Linked DNA regions of Sus scrofa: region 2 is linked to region 1. A link is a contact called in public Hi-C data. All regions are on one chromosome and are shown on one strand. Each heading gives the region's core, a stretch centred on a gene start, on an enhancer-like site or on the middle of the called end of the contact. The rest is flanking DNA. Distances are from core to core; before and after follow the strand shown.

What was found. Hi-C and Micro-C count contacts between places; a contact is called where the count stands out from the background.
Region 2: a Hi-C map of alveolar macrophages shows a contact between it and region 1, with 3 times the contacts expected there. The contact joins two enhancer-like sites. A contact is called at or near these places in 9 of 47 Hi-C or Micro-C datasets (alveolar macrophages, embryonic fibroblasts, epiblast stem cells and 5 more) and 2 of 2 datasets of contacts at active chromatin or transcription factors (alveolar macrophages and skeletal muscle).

The regions. Positions count from the first base shown.
Region 1 is chr14:90,856,309-90,859,755 of Sscrofa11.1, reverse strand. ALOX5 (arachidonate 5-lipoxygenase) reads left to right here. Exons shown (of 15, transcript XM_021072736.1): 15 at 1-547. The coding sequence ends at 49. Among named protein-coding and RNA genes, the nearest start is that of ALOX5, 49 kb to the left of the region's middle. Within about 2 kb of position 1,620, at least 3 of the 83 cell types and tissues checked have an H3K27ac peak or open chromatin away from gene starts, as enhancers often do. A contact at or near this core is called in alveolar macrophages, where this site is marked.
Region 2 is chr14:91,151,318-91,154,764 of Sscrofa11.1, reverse strand. TMEM72 (transmembrane protein 72) reads left to right here. Exons shown (of 4, transcript XM_021072810.1): 3 at 2,242-2,381. Among named protein-coding and RNA genes, the nearest start is that of RASSF4, 15 kb to the right of the region's middle. Within about 2 kb of position 1,559, at least 10 of the 83 cell types and tissues checked have an H3K27ac peak or open chromatin away from gene starts, as enhancers often do. A contact at or near this core is called in alveolar macrophages, where this site is marked.

The DNA.
Region 1 (3,447 bases), core at 371-2,870:
ATACTACTACTTGTCCCCAGACCGGATTCCCAACAGCGTGGCCATCTGAGTGGCCGCCTGAGCCAGTCTCAATCCAGGGCAGCCCGCTGTTGGAGGCTGCTCTGAGCACCCTGACTTCAGCTCTCCAGGTGGGCGGGAAAGACCTTAGGATTCCTGGGGATTCCGCCTGCAGGCCCAGGGCTACTGGCTTCAAACCAAAGGCTTCCCAGGTTGGACCATGCTAGAGCTAAGCTTTGGTGTATTTCCCTGTTTGTTCCTCCATCTTTAGCGAATCCCATACTTTGATCAATGTGTGTAAACACTGCAGGGGCCTTTCCTACACAGAGCAGGACTATGTGGCTCCAGCCCAACACCCAGCTCAGCGCTTCCACAGGTAGCAAGAGCAGATCAGCATAACTGATAGACGTTTGTTCTTGCTGTAAACGGGATGATTATTTTCTGTCCTATTTATGTTCAGTCCAATTTCTTGCATATAGTAGGTGCCCAAATAAATTCTTGTTGAATGAATTAAGAATTGGTTGCCATAAAAATAAAGGAATCAAGGAGTTCCCTCTGTCGGTTAAGAATCTGACTGCAGCTGCTCAGGTCACTGATGAGGCGCTGGTTAGATCCTCGGCCTGGCGCAGTGGAGTAAAGGATCTGGTGTTGCCACAGCTGCCATGTAAGTCACAGCTGTACCTCAGATTCAGTCCCTGGCCCAAGAACTTCCATGTGCCGCAGGTGCAGCCATAAAAAATAAATTCATTAATTTAATTAAATAAAGGAGTTCTTTTAAAACAGGTTTCCTTCTACACACTACATTCCAGTCAATGCAAACAGCTCACAACCCCCGCAACACACACACACACACAAAGCCATATCCTTATGATCCCATCTAGGCAAAAGCCTCCCCAGACTGCTAGTCTGGATAAAGGGGGCTTTTCCCTCTTCTTTGCCCAGAAAGTTCCTATTTTTCCTTCAGAACACATCCCACGTGCCATCCTTAATCACCCAGACGAGCTCCTCTCCGCTCCAGGCCTGTGTCCAAACCGCCTTTATCCTCCCCTGTGGTCTCTCCCAGGGATCCAGAGCCCCTGGCAGACAAGGAACCCACCTTACTTATTTCTGTGCCCTAGTGGTGGCCTAGGGCTGGCATAAGGTACCAGCCCTCTGCTCCCTCATTTTCTTCCTGGCCGGGCTCCTCACGGACAGATTCCTGGCATTGTCTTGGGAGCCGGGGACCATTTTCTCCTATGGCACAGGATCCAAGGTGACTTTAAAAAAAAAAAAAAAGCGTTTTCTTTCCTCAGGCCCAAAAAGCAGAGCCAGCCCCAAGCTTGGGGATGGTGATCGTGTCTCCTGCTACACACATACCCAACCCACATCCCCAGCCCTTGGCTTCAGAATTGGGTCAGCAGGGTGCTATGGTAGCCCAGCCACCCCAGTCATCTGGTCATCTCCATTTTAGCCCCGGGGCCAACTTCCCATCAGCCTGATGCCCCCAGTGGTGAGGAGCAGTGAGTGAGTCCTTGGGACAAGCCAGGCCAGGCCCCTGCCCCTGAGCCCTCAGTACCCTCCTACCTCCTCGAGCAGCTGCACAGCCTGGAGGAAGGAGCGTTGGGTGGATCCTTTAAAAAGGGAAGTGCAGGAGTTCCTGTTGTGGCTCATCGGGTTAAGAACCGGACATAGTGTCCATGAGGATGTGGGTTCAATTCCTAGCCTCAATCAGTGAGTTAAGGATCCAGTGTTGCCACAAGTGTGGCGTGGGCTGGCAGCTGCAGCTCCAATTAGCCCCCAGCCCAGGAACTTACATATGCTGCACTAAAAAATCTTTTTTAGTTTAAAAAGGGAAGTAGAGTGACTTGTCAGCACTGCCTTGATCTCTAAAGCTCTCCTCGCAAGGGTGAGACAGGGAGATTCAGCCCCAGTCCACAGATGAGGGGACTGAAGCTCAGCCAAGAGAGGAATCCTTGGGAGCCATTGGCTGGAGGGGAGCTGGGCCTTCCAAGCCAAGCCGGTGCTCTTCTGCAATGCGTCTAGATGATCCAGCACCCGAGTACCTTTCATCTCCAGCACTTTTTTGTTTGTTTGTTTTTGTTTTTGTTTTTGCTTTTTTTAGGGCCACACCCACTGCATATGGAAGTTCCCAGACTAGGGGTCAAATCAGAGCTACAGCTGCTGGCCTACACCGCAGCCATAGAAACATGAGATCCGAGCTGCGTCTGCGACCTACACCAGAACTCATGGCAACACCAGATCCCCAACCCACTGAGCGAAGCCAGGGATCAAGACCACATCTTCATGGATACTATTAGGATTCATTTCTGCTGAGCCACAACAGGAACTCCCATCATCTCCAGCATTTTAACAGTCAACCTCAAGCGCCTTTGAAGGGGCCCGGCTTATACCAGCAGGCCTCTGCGGGGCAGGACTCCAACAGACAGAAGTTGGGCAGGTAGCTGCTAATTCAACACATGTCCTTCCTTGCCTCCTTTATCTTAAATGGTGGGATGAGCCCCGAGCCCAACCCCATCTCTTGGGCCTGGGTCTGGGCCTCTCTCAGCAGGGCAGAATCAGAGTGTGTGGGAGAATTAGAAATTGGCTGCATTTCCTCCTAGATACTCCAGAAACTGGCTGAGATCTCTTGAGAGTGGGTTGGGAGGAGAGCCCTGAGTCAGAGGGGTCTCGCAACACAAAGCAGCGCCCTCCCTGGGTCTCAGTTTCCCCACCATCCACAGGGGTCAGACTACAGTAGCTGTTCCTAGTGTTGAGTGTGGAGAAGAAACACAGACCACCTGGAAAATCTGATAAAGGCTGTGGGCATCCCCAGGGGCTGTGACTGGGACACTCACACAGCCCTTGGGAGACCATATGCCTCCTATGGTGGAGAAAGAGCCCAGACCACATTTTCCAGATGACTAGGTTTTAATGGATCAGAAAAGTTTTTTTGCAAGAAAATCTGGAGGGACATTTGTGTTGCCAGGTTTTTGCTGGTATGAACCAACCAATCAACAAAAAGCACCCCTGCAAAGAACTACATTCTACTCTCGCCACCACTGCATCAAGAGTAAAGCAGGAGAGTAAGGATAACAGACAACTCGACTCTTTCTCACAAAAACCTACGTTGCCTTTCCTCATCTCCCTTGGTCCTCTGCAAACTGTCAGAACAATGCCAGGAGCCACCACCGGGCCGGCTCACCTCTGCGGAGAGCCTGGCACTGGGTATCTCAGAGAGACGGAAGCTGGACAAGCGGCCAAAGTGGAGCCTAGCTGGACCCCACAGGCCAGCGGACCTCAGACTCCTACCCAACTCGGGGGGGGACACTGAGATGGCGCCAGCAGAGCCTGGACCCTGCTCCTGTCCTTTCGGCTCTGAGAGACAGCTTGGAGGCAGGGCAGACCAGGCAGCTTCCAGAGGCTGGGCCCACCACCCCAGAGGAACTCAGCTCAGGACAGTGTGCTCGCCCC
Region 2 (3,447 bases), core at 310-2,809, 300 kb before region 1:
CATGAGGAGACTGAAGCAGTCTGGATGGGGAGGACTCTGATCAGATTCAGAAGGAGCCTCGGGCAGCCTGGTGGTGACAGTGGAGGAGCAGGAGGCGAGGAGGTGAGGGCCAGGGAGTCAGGAAGCCCGAACGGGAAGCTGGTGTAAGGGTTCAGGGGGCAGGCCCTGAGCTGAGCAATACAAGTGAGACCAGAAAGAATGGGAGTGATTCTAAGGCTATCGAAGGAACACAGTCAACCCTTCCTGGTGACTGTTGGGATGACAAGAAGGAAGGGGGTCAGGAATGGCTCCAGCTTTAAGGCTCAGACAACCAGGCAGTAAGTAGAAGGATGTGGCTGCCAGTGTCCATGCAGGGGTGCTAGGATCAAGGCAGTCTCCTCTGCTGGTCTGCAGCTCCCTTGCCCACCTCTGGGCCCCGGCCACCACCCCTATCCTCACTACCGAGTCCTGGCCCCACCCAGTGCAGGCCCTGGAATCCAGGCAGCTCTTGGAGGATGTTGGACAAGAGACAGGATTAGATAAAGAAACTCCTGGTCTGTAGTTCGGCTATGCACAGATGCCCAGGAGGCCAAGGTGCTGTGAGAAGACACTCAAAGGAAAGCAAAGGGAGGGTCAGTGGGTGTCACCTCCCTCACCTGTCTCCACCATAGGTTTATAGGAGCCGCCGTCTCTGTGATCGAAGGGGCCTACTTTGTGGCTCAGCTGCTGGCCATCTGCTTCCAGTAAGTAGCCTCCAGAGTGATCCCACCACTACCCCCAGCTCCAAGCACTCCCAGATGCCTCCACTCTGAGGCCACAGCCGAGGAGATGTTCTGTTCCCAAAGCAGCCATGAGCCTGTGTAGAGCCCCAGCCTGGATGTGGGCTCAGGCCTGTGGGGCTCAATGTCCCCAGTTCCCTTCTCCAAACCAGGGAGAGGATGAACACATCCATTTAGGACCTGACCCCACCCAGAATCCCCCTGCAGTGCCCATCCCCACCTTCCATAAACAGCCAGTCACTCAACCCGCCATCTGAGTCATCCACCAGGAGGTGGGGACCCAGCGGGAGGCCAGCTTGAAGCACACAGAGCTGGCCTTGAGAACTGATTCTGCCTTCTGCTGGGACCCAGGGACAAGCCAGGGTCACAGCTCCCACCCCACTCCACCCCTGCCCATTTTTGGGGCAGGAGGGCAGAGCTTGCAGAGTCTTGGGAGGCTACATGGGCCCTGAGGCCTCTACCTCTACCCAGTCATGCTCAATTCATGGAAGCTATCATCAAGGTGGCCGAAGGCTGGCCCTGGACCACAGTTCTCAGGACCTGGATGGTTGGGTCTCACATGGTCAGCAAAAGAGGCAAGCTTTAAACCCAGCTGTCCTAGCATCTTGCAAGGCCACTGGCTGCCTCCAAGGGCTACCAACCCTGAGGCAGAAGGCTTCCACCAGACTCTAGCAACCTCTCAGGAGCAGAGGAAGGAGGAGCCCTAGGGCCTACATGGGCTTTTTACCCTCTCCCTCCACTCCCAGCCAGGGGCTTGTCACAAAATAATGACCACTGGGGGGCAGCAATGAGCCACAGCAGCTGAACACTGGAGGAGGGCTATGCTACTGCAAAGCCAGCCTGGGGAAGGATGCAGTATGCAGAACCCCATTCTAGGCCACTTCAGAGGATGAAGGAGATGAATCTAAAGGCAAACACTTTCCTCCTCTGCATCCTGGAGGCAGCTCCCTGAGGAAACCAGCTCAGTATCAAGCCTCTGTCAGGCCCATGTGTGGTCCCTGTGTCCGGTTAACAGAGAAGCCCCTCTGGGCAGATGCCACCTTATGCCTAAGCAAGGCACCTTTGATCAGAGTGCAGCTGGATTCAAGACCTCTCAACCATGTGGTCAGGTCCTTTTTGCAGTGTATAACCCTCACAACTATCCAGCCTTCTCTACTGCCCTGTGGACTTCCCAGTGTACCCTGAGTGTCCTAGTCTCCTTCCCACTGCCTCTGCAGTGACTTAAGAGCATTTACCTCCCTCTGCTCTAGACCAGAAAGACAGAGCTGAGCAGCCTTTCAGAAAATGTACAGGAGACCCTCAGGAGAGGCCTCAGGCAAGGCCCTTAACTGTGGAACCCATAGTAAGGACTTTAGCCCCTAGGGGCAGGGGGGAGAGACTATGGCCCCAATAAACCCAATCCCAGACTCCAATGGTTTTATAGATTGCTGGGACTTATCCAAATGTTCCTACTTCCTGCCAATCCTGGACTTCCTCTCCTCAGGTGTCAGCCAGGGTCCTTGGCCTACAGAGCAAAGGAGAAGGCTCACTGGCTGGGCTGCTTCCAGAGGTTTCTGGCCTACATGCTGCTGTCCGTGGCCTGCTTTCTCCACCCTGTCCTGGTCTGGCATGTGACCATCCCAGGTAAGAGTTCCAGGAGGTATGGGGTGGGGGCAAGCAGCACCCCCTGCAGGTAAGCTCTGAGCAGGGGGGGCTGAATCCCCCTCTCATGAGTCTGCAGTGACACTGGCTCCAGGGCATCAATGGTCCCACTGCCTTCTCTGGCATTGACCGTAGCGATGAAGAACTCATCATGTGGCAGGAAAGTCCCCAAAACACGTCTTTCACATAGGTGTCCAGAGGCTGTACCCACAAAAGGAAAATGACTTTTTCTCCAATGCTTGCATGTGGGCTGAGCTTTTAGAGGGGCTGAGATGGTCACTTCTCCATCCAGACCCTTTTGTGCCTCCTCAGCTCCTACCCATTCAGGTCCAAACTCCTCAGCCTGGTGTGAATGGCACACCAAGATGGGCTCCCTGGCAACCCCACCCTCCTCTCTCACTCCACTGACCCTGCCAGTCAGCCCAGATTCTGATCTCAGAAGCCAGAACTTGATGCTTCCACCTCCTGAGTTTTAACAATGACCTTTGCCAGTGGGACCCTTCTCTTCCTTCCCCCCCCCCAGCTGTGAAAACTGCACCCCTCCCCACGACCCATGTAAAAGGCCAGGAAGCCTACTGCCCATGGAGATGAGGTTGAAAGGCAGAGCCTCCTCTTCCTTCTAGCCATTTCTCTTAAGGTACCCCTCCCAGCCCTTCAGGACCATTCTGTGCAGCTGCCAGTGGACTCCTGAGCAGGACTCAGCACTGCCAAGGCCAGTGTGAGCCACCACCTCCCACTCTATATACAGCGTGAGATGTGTTAGGAGTCTCTGGCCCTGGCGGGCAGGACAGCCAAGTTCACCCCTTTCCTTGCACAGAGAGGGGCTCCCTGAAGGAGAGAGAGGAGCCTCTGACCTGGAGGCTGCTTCGTGAGGGTCCAGGAGGGGAGCCAACACTGTGCCCAAAGAGATTTGCCACTTCTTCCATGTTTATTGGGCAGGGCGCAATAAAGGAGGATTCCCCCACTCCTGGGACTGGAAGGAAGCCCAGTTCAGCAGTTGGGGCCCGATATCCAACACAGCCTCCAGATCTGTTGAAGGCATTGCCGG